3 separate regions of the Mus musculus genome follow, and regions 1 and 3 are each linked to region 2. A link is a contact called in public promoter capture Hi-C data. All regions are on one chromosome and are shown on one strand. The core of a region is the stretch at or near the end of the contact, and the rest is flanking DNA. Distances in the headings are between cores, read along the strand shown. Region 1 holds the start of Colgalt1 (collagen beta(1-O)galactosyltransferase 1). Region 2 holds the start of Ints10 (integrator complex subunit 10). Region 3 holds the start of Npy5r (neuropeptide Y receptor Y5).

What was found. Promoter capture Hi-C pulls out the DNA fragments that hold promoters and counts their contacts.
Region 1: a contact with region 2 is called in a promoter capture Hi-C map of liver, with 5 times the contacts expected there. The contact joins the promoter of Colgalt1 here to the promoter of Ints10 in region 2. A contact is called at or near these places in 1 of 39 promoter capture datasets (liver) and 1 of 9 other capture datasets (adipose tissue).
Region 3: a promoter capture Hi-C map of hippocampal neurons shows a contact between it and region 2, with 3 times the contacts expected there. The contact joins the promoter of Npy5r here to the promoter of Ints10 in region 2. A contact is called at or near these places in 1 of 39 promoter capture datasets (hippocampal neurons) and 1 of 115 datasets of contacts at active chromatin or transcription factors (embryonic limb bud).

What each region holds. Positions count from the first base shown.
Region 1 is chr8:71,609,653-71,612,786 of GRCm38.p6, reverse strand. It overlaps Colgalt1 (collagen beta(1-O)galactosyltransferase 1), which reads right to left and starts at 1,763. Exons shown (of 12, transcript NM_146211.3): 1 at 1,343-1,763; 2 at 593-703. The coding sequence starts at 1,587.
Region 2 is chr8:68,792,471-68,795,306 of GRCm38.p6, reverse strand. Ints10 (integrator complex subunit 10) reads right to left here and starts at 1,378. Exons shown (of 17, transcript NM_027590.4): 1 at 1,159-1,378; 2 at 629-696. The coding sequence starts at 1,287.
Region 3 is chr8:66,686,501-66,689,540 of GRCm38.p6, reverse strand. It overlaps Npy5r (neuropeptide Y receptor Y5), which reads left to right and starts at 1,447. Exons shown (of 2, transcript NM_001358958.1): 1 at 1,447-1,660.

The DNA.
Region 1 (3,134 bases), core at 514-3,013, 2.8 Mb before region 2:
TGGAGCATGGGAGGGGGACAGGACACAGGGGCCTAAATGCCAGCCCAGCATGTGCAAGGGTCCAGAGGCACAAAAGCTACTGGCAAGCTGAAACCCAAGGAAAGCTCTGCATGGCTGGGGAGAGCCTGGGGCCACCGTAGTGCCTCTGAGAACAGGAGCGTGAGCATGCACACACATTATTGCACACTGTCCTACAGGTTCTGAGCCTGATGCAGTAGTGCTGGGTGATTCTAGCACTCAGGAGACTGAGACAGGAGGCTGGCAACTGCCTCAGTCTGAACTACACAATAAGACAGGCTGGCAACTGGCCTCAGTCTGAACTATACAGTAAGACAGGCTTATCAGGAAGTTAAACAGGAGAGTGGATGCTGGCAAGACCCTAGACACAGCAGTAGGTAGCCACCAGACACAAAGGAATTCAGCCACAAAGGTGTGGCAGCTGTGTCCAAAGTTGCACAATGGAGTGAAGGACAACGGGACAAAGGTCTGCTGAGAGGATAGGGACCTGGTGGGGAAGCTGACGATAGAACTGGAGCATTCTAGATCCTACCTTCCCAAGCTTCAGTACTCCAGTCGGGGATTTGAGGCTCACCTGGGTTCCTCTGCCGGTCGCCACTCCACAGAGTGGTATAAACCCTTCACTGCCACCAGCCACTCTCGAAGTATGGCTGAAGTGTTGTCAGTGTTGTGATCTGTGGCCACCCTGTGAGCACAGACAGGACAAGATGATGGCACTGGGGGTTTCCCAACCTGGCTCAGACCCATCAGCTATAACACCCTGGATAAAACTCGCTACACTCCAAGCCTGTTGCCCATCCATCGGTGACAGGGGAGTAAAGATGACACCCAGCTCACTAGTACACAACTGAACAGAACCTGCTGGTTTGGAAAGCACATTGGTGTGAGACCCTGTCACAAAGATAAGTTCATTAACTTTGTTAGCGTGGAATGCTGGCCCGAGCCTCAGGAATCTTATCTGGAAGTCCCGGAGTTCGCTATAAGGGTCTGGAAGCACCAGCCTGGCCCATTCTAAGGAGTCAGAGGTTCTAGGATGGTAGCTCGCTGTGAGGGCTGGCAGCAAATCAGAACAGATTCCTAAGTACCTGAGGGGAGGAGGCAGCAGCTTGGGGTCCCAAGCCGCAGTGGGGACGAGCCCGGGCACTATGGATATAGAGCCGAGCCCCCTCAAGTGCGTAATCCCTGGGGTACATAACTCAGGTCCTCAGAAAGAGGACCGAGTCTCCGCAGCGCACAGCCGAGCCCAAGTGCATAGCAACCTCCCTCCGGTAGAGACTTGAGTCCCGCCTAGTCCCGGTGCACCGCGCAAGGGCCCGCAGCTCACCACAGCGCCGTGCGCTCCCGTGGGTGGCGCAGCTGCTCCAGGGCGCCCAGCGTGGCGGGCAGCGCGGGTGCCGCGTTCCGCGCCAGCAGCGCGATGAGCACGCGCGGCGCCTGTAGCGGGGACTCGGGGCTCCAGCGCTCCTCTGGAAAGTAGCCGTCCGCGCCGCGCGGGCCGCCCAGCGGCGGCAGCAGTAGGAGCAGTGGCAGCAGCGGCAGCCCGCGTGACCCGCGTGGCAACGCCGCCATCGCGCCACGCGTCGCCTTTAAGCAGCTTTTCTGCCGGGGGACGAGGGCCGCGCCTTAAAGGAGTCGGCGGCGGGAAGGACACATCCAGGTCCCACCCCTGACACGCTCCTTAAAGGGAAGTGGCCCGCGGGTCATACTGTGAGTCCTGGAGAGAGGCATGACAAGGCTACGCCTTTAAAAGCTTCCACTGCTTTCCGCCGACCGCAATAACCCGGTCACAAGACGTCACTTGCGGGGAGGTTCCGGAAGCCCCGCCCCTAGCTCGAGCTTTAAAGACACAGACAGTTCTTTGACCACGCCCTGAGAGTGTTCTGTTTTGGAGCCCTCTAATCTCACGCGGTGGCTCTTTACAGAAGCTTCTTCTATTTAGAACCATGTCATCTCAGTTTCCAAGGTTGCGACATGGTTATTTTTGTTTGTTCGTTGCTCCATTTAAGAAGCCATCGAGCCGGGCAGTGGTGGCCCACGCCTTTAATCCCAACACTTGGGAGGCAGAGGCAGGCGGATTTCTGAGGTCATGGCCAGCCTGGTCCACAGAGTGAGTTCCAGGACAGCCAGGGCTACACAGAGAAAGCCTGTCTCGAAAAATCATTAAAAAAAAAAAAAGCCAGCGAAATGGCTCAGTGGGTAAAATCGCTTGCTACCATGTCTGAGGATCCAGAATCCTCAGTCCCCAAATTGTATTGCCCTCTGGCCTTCTTAAAAATGGCTTGTGTGGGGCTGGTGAGATGGCTCAGCGGGTAAGAGCACCCGACTGCTCTTCCGAAGGTCCAGAGTTCAAATCCCAGCAACCACATGGTGGCTCACAACCATCCGTAACAAGATCTGACTCCCTCTTCTGGTGTGTCTGAAGACAGCTACAGTGTACTATTGTTATAATAACAAATAAATCTTAAAAAAAAAAATGGCTTGTGTGCGCCCCTTCCTGCTCTTACTGTTGTTTTCATTTTCTGTGTTTCAGTGTTTTGCCTACATGTACGGCTGTATAACGTGTGTGTGTGTGTGTGTGTGTGTGTGTCCCTGTTCTCCAAGGAGGTTAAAAGAGGGCATCAACTCCTCTAGAACTGGAGTTGCGGATAGTTGTCAACCACTGTGTGGTGTTGGAAATAGAACACCACTCAGGTCTGAGCACCTTTACCTACAGAACCATCCCACTAGCCCATTTCTCCTGGTTTGTTTTTAAAACAGGTTCTTACTCGGCAAGCTCACTCTATAAATTCACAGCTATACTTCTGCTTCATTCTCCTGTGTTCTGGGACAGGCATATACCACCAGGCCAGCAGACTGGTAAAATCCACATAGATTTTCCTACTCTGGTCCCTAGCCTCTAGAGGACCCTAGGGTCCACAAGACATCTCCTGATAGGTTATTTCTCCACCACTGGTGAAATGAGCCAATTTATGCCAGATTCGATTATATTAAAGATGGGTAGTTTTACTGGGGAGCTGCACTCGCTGACTGGCCCCAAGGATTGAGTGACATCACGGTGGGGGAAGGGAGAATGAGAAAGGGTGTGTACAACCACCACCCACAATGTCCTTCTGTAA
Region 2 (2,836 bases), core at 129-2,628:
ATATATATATATATACATACATATATATAATTTGTGGAAACAGATATTTAGGCTATCCTTTTTAAAGAGTAATTTGATAGATGATGAATTGTACATATCCCTTAGCTACAAAACATCAAAATATGGGTGCAGAATTACTCACTGACATTCCAAACATAAATAAATTGGAAATTAACCATGCACCCAGAAAATGATACATGGCCATTAAGAACATCAGTTGTCTCTATAGACTAGACCCAGAGGGTCCACAACAGCGGGTTATGAAAGTACACTTCAGGGTAGAATGGCCTCGCTTTTATCAGCTACCCAGTGTATGTATGTATACATATGGAGACACACAAAACTTAGCTCTGGGTTAGAAGGGATTTCACATTTCATTCTATCAATTGCTGTCTGAATGTTTGTAATGAGCCTATGATAAATCACTGGCTACAAATTTGGGGATTAAAATACAAGAATTAAAAAGTCGTCTCTGTAGAACGCCTGTTGGCAATTAAGGCCTGAATTCTGGGTACCAGGGAAGAGGATGATCTTGCAGAGCCCCGACTGCTACTATCAATTGTTCATATCTGAAGAGGACCCCTTCAGATATCAACAATAGCTCCCAGAACGATCCCAGTTAACTCACATGTCATACAGCAACCTCCCTGCGGTGGCAGTCCTCTCGGCATTCCGTTCGATGGTGTACATTTCATACTGAAACAAGGCAGACAGGGTCAACGGCTTCCACGGTGGTAGCTGGTCCAGCTCCAGCCCACCTGCAGCACTGCTCAGAGGTGGGCCTTCACCCAGAACACCCACGAAGGGAAATGAGAGCCTGGTGGCCCAGAATTCACCCCATCTGCAGGGCTTCTAGGATCAAGTGGAGTAGAAACGTCCCCAAAGAAGCAGCAACTGAACAGATGGCTGCTACCATGATCAATGAATGAATGCCCTGGGCCCTAGTGGCAAAGATGCACTGTACAGGATCAACCAGACCCGGATTTACTGTATGGTTTCCGCCTTTGCAGGTGCTGGGGAAAAGGTTGGTCAACTGTCCTGTGGAGCAGGGTAGGAGCAACGTGGGGAGGGGGACAGCGGCCGCGCAAAGCGCCCAGGGCCACTGGGCTCGGCCAAACGCTCTCTTCCGCGCGTGCGGACGCGCCGGGTCTGACTCACCTGGATGTTGAAGTCGGCCGGGTAGAGGCTGCGGGCCGTGATCAGCCATGCCTTGGCTGCCCACAGGTCCTGGGGCACTAGTTCCCGGGCTCGCTGCACCAGAAACTCACAGTCGCCCTGGGCCGACATGGTCCCGGGTTTTTGCCCTTCCAGTAGGCGACACTAGGGCGCCGCCAACCCCCAGGTGGCCACTGCGCATGCCCAGAGACCAGCCAACCACAGGCCGCAGAGGTTCTGTAGAGTCCTATGGAAACTACGGAGACCTGGATTTTCATTACTCGGATTGCCATCCGTCGATGGTAGCGCGCCGCTGACCGCCTGGGAGTAAGCGTCAGAGTCGGCAACCCTGTGCTCCAGGTTCTTGCGTTCTCCTTTGATTCCAGCCCGGGTTTGAAGGTCCGCGACACGCTCAGACACGGAGCGGCGGTCCTTCGGTGTAAATAAACCTGGTGCCCAGGGTTAAGGTGTAGTTTCGAAGTGTCGCGGAGGGCTGGGCCTGGACTGTGCAAGACGACCCCACCCTCGCATGCGGAAAGACCCTGGATCGCCTGTTGCTTTTGAGCTTTGCCAACATCTTTGCCCCTGCCCCAGGCATTATTTCGCCTGAATCTTATTCTTTTTCTCCTATACGGAAAAATTAGCATTTAGAAGATGCTCGGCTGGATGTCCGAACCACCTGCTCTGCAAGAGTTAAAAAAAAAAACAAAAACAAAAACAAAAAAAAACAAAAAAACAAAAAAAAAACAAAAAAACTTTGATCATTTGAACAATGGAAAATAGCTGCAGTATAAATCGGTACCGAAATCCTGGCTTTGGTTTTGCATTTGAACAACCACAATAACAAAACAGTCCCCCTGTTCTGTTGACAAGGCAATATTCATTTATTGAATTGGAAGTGTCCGGAAAGTGAATTGCTAGCTTTGGTTTTCCGTCTAAGTGCATGTATATATATATATTTCTTATAGGTGTTTGTATATAGTTCCTATCAACTGTAGCCATCATTTGCCACTTAAAACCAGGACATCGAAGAATTCAGAGCTGGTTTTCTTTTCTTTTTTCCTTTGAGACATTCGGTCATGGCCCAAGCTGACCTTAAACTTGGCAAGTATACGAGGATGATCTTAAACTCCTGATTCCTGACTTCCATCTCCAAAGTGCTGGAATTAAGGACATGTGCCTGTTCTGATTAATTTTTTTTTCTTTAACAAAGAAATTAGGAATTTACTTATTTAAGTAAAAAATACAGATATTAAAAATAAATATGAATATAAACATTACAATAGTGAATTGCAGTTCTTGGATGAAGCTTTGTTTATGTCAAAGATTATTTGTGAAGAGAAGGGACATAGGCTACGAAACAAAACTATTTGGGGCAATAAACATCTACATCATCTCTGATATCTGACCTAACTGTCTTCTTCCAGATAAGCTTTTTAGGAGGGATCTTTAAGCCTGGAAGACTTGAAGCTCCAGTAACCTTCAAGTTAAGAATGAAATAATACCTGGTCTTTATGGAAGAGGTTTCCCAACCTTTCTCTAGCCCAGCTACCCGATGTCTATGCTGGCAAATGCATTGATCTGTTGCTCTCTTTTGTTCTGTGATCCTAGAAGCTCAGGTGGCTTCCCTACCGTGAACATATCATCCAAGGCAAGGTGAGACCTGGCCAAACCATCTCAT
Region 3 (3,040 bases), core at 198-2,697, 2.1 Mb after region 2:
GGCAACATATAGTGTGTGAACTGCACAATAGCTGACATTAAGAAAGCCTAAGATGGGCCAGGTGTGGTGGTGCACACCTTTAATCCCAGCACTTGGGAGGCAGAGGCAAGAGGATTTCTGAGTTTGAGGCCAGCCTGGTCTACAAAGTGAGTTCCAGGACAGCTAGGGCTATGCAGAGAAACCCTGTCTTGAAAAACCCAAACCAAACCAAACCAAAAAAAGAAAGCCTAGGACCAATCCCTTGTTTGCTAAGCTTTTGTTTATTAAAAGCCAGTCTCCTCTCTTCCCTCACTGCAGGATCCCAGGACCCTGCACAGGTACCTTCTGTGTTCAAATATTGGGACAAATATAGTGATTCTGAAATGAAGCCCAGTAGAATCAGATGATATTTTCTTGAAGCCCTTTTGAAGTTCTTGGATTCCTTGGGCTGAGGGAACGGCATACACTACAGTTTCCTTGAGTACTGACTGCTAAATTAGCAGAAACAGGCAAATATCTTCTGACCTTTGAGACACAGCAAGTGCTGCCCCAGGGGCATGGGATAAAAGTCAAGGGACCAAAGTCCTCTTCAGTCGACACAGTGCCTTGGGGTTACAGTTCAGGCAATGCTAAGCACTGTAATCGTGATGGTGTAGGAAATACACTGTTGTTATGGCAGGCCAACCGAGGATTGGCCAAATACTGTGACAATCTTGCACAAAAGGATACAGATCTGTCAATCTTAAAAATGAAAATCAAGCTTTGGTGCAACAGGACAGGGTTTTATTTGTTTCTATTTGTTCATTTCCTTAGGTTGTCTTTATGTTTTTGAAAGATGACAAAACACCGCTGCCCCCTGCCCCCTCCCATACACACTCACGCGTTTTGATACGGAAAGCTTCCAAGAAGGGCTGACTCCATTTCACCCCCACTTCCCAGCTCCCTCTGCTCCATGTCCCTCGCTCACACCCACACACTACTACCCCTTAGAGTAGGAGTTGATCCTATTGTCTATTTTGCACGCTTCATCACAGCCTGTTCCCTGCAGGTTTAGGTCAATTTCTCACCCAGACTTCTTTATGTTAGAAAGGCAAGAAGATGTTCTGTTTGGGATTTTGTGATATTTTCCCCCCTCTCATAAAGAAAACATGGACCTTGAAGGTTTTTCTCACAAAAGCTATCGGAAAAAAACGCCTACTCTCATAGAAGCCACTATGGGGTTGAGGATAGGAAAGACAACCATCCGTGGGACCCCTAAGTTAACTCCTGCAACTAGAGAACAGGGTAGTGGGGATGCATCCTGTAGCCCTAGAGCGGCTGCCCGGGGCCTCCAAACAGACACACGGGCACCGGGATGTACCTAAATTGGACTATGGAGGCCAGGAACAGGCGATCTTGAGCCGGGTGTCCGGGGTCTCAGGGACTGTCACGTGTTCCCGAGGCTCTTCTAAAACCCTGGCGGCTCCGGGGCCCCTCCTTCCCACCGCCGCCTCCAGGTCCTGCTCCTGCTGCCACCGCTTCCATCTCAAGCAGAAGCGACCGCACTCAGCCGCGTACCCCGGAGTCCAGGCACCCGCAGCGGCCAGGGCATCCCGAGGTACCCACTCCAGGCCTCGCCTGCCCCTACGAGAAGCCCACGTCCCTATCCTGGGTTCTGGAGCATCTTGTGGTTTCCAAGAGGGTGGGTTGCGGACCGGGAGGCAGCCTGATTGAGAAAGGGGATGGAGGTGGAGAAACCGCAGTTGTCAGGCGGCGGGAAGGGAGAGCGGGGGAAACGGTTGCAGTTGAATCCTTCCTAGTCTGGCAGGTCCCTCTGGTGCCAAACTCACAGAGGAGCAGGTTCTTGCCAGACCCTATCAGATTGTCCCGGGAGGGTCCCTAGTATGGGAAGGAGGGATGGACGAAGCTCAGTCCCCGCTTTGGCTTAGGGGAACGCGGGGTACAGCTCGGTGGGCGTCTGAGGTAAGGGAACCACAACCCACGGGGTGCCCACTCAGGTTGTCAGCCCTAGCTGAGCTCTGGCTATGTCCAGGATGCGGCGATTCAGCTGCCTTCATGTCCCACAGCTGGCCACACACAGGGAGACAGCTGTGCACTTGGGTTTGCAAGGTGGCTTGTAAGTCAACTGCTAGCAGGAAATAGCCATCCACACACCTGAGTTCCAAGGGGGTAAAAAGGAATTCTTATCTGTAAGTTTACAGACCTATAGTACAGCTATTCAAAGAACATACTGTTAGATGGAAGCCAAAAGAAGAAAAAGAAAAAGAAAATGAAGGTTTGATGTAAGCTTGTGCCCAAGACTGGGTGCATTTCAAATTCCAGATGTCTCAAGAAGAGGGAGGGAGAGAGAGAGAGAGAGAGAGAGAGAGAGAGAGAGAGAGAGAGAGAGAGAGAGAGAGAGAGAGAGAGAGAGGAGAGAGAGAGACCTGCTGTTAAGAATCTAGAATAAGGAGAAGGGTGGTGGGTACTGCATGCTCGGTAGCTGAAGAGTACTGTGCTTATTTGTCCAGGGCCATCTTTTGCAGAATTTTGCCTTGCAGAACAACACACACTACGTGGAGTCATGGAATTGTGCCATCGCTGCAAAGCCACAGCAAACAGGCAGAACTACATGTATCCGATTCTTCTGCATGGTTGGCATCTTTTGCGAGAATGATACATATTTTTATTAAGCAGGGAATTAACCTAAGAGTGAAACCTTATTTAAGTGCAAAGACCCGTCTCTCTCTAAGCTTGGCTCACTGTCCTTTCTCCCCTTAGTCAAAGAAAGAACTTAACTCAGCTCCGCTCTCAAAAGCTTTAAAGTTTATTCAGACTTCACTTGTCTTGGCGTTCCATACAGACCAATTTATAAGAAAATTACAGGAAATCCTCACAATGAACGCGCGCGCATGCGCACGAGCACACACACACACAGTACACACACACACACACAGTACACACACACACAGTACACACACACACACAGTACACACACACACACACACACAGTACACACACACACACACAGTACACACACACACACACACACACACACACACACACACACACACACACACAC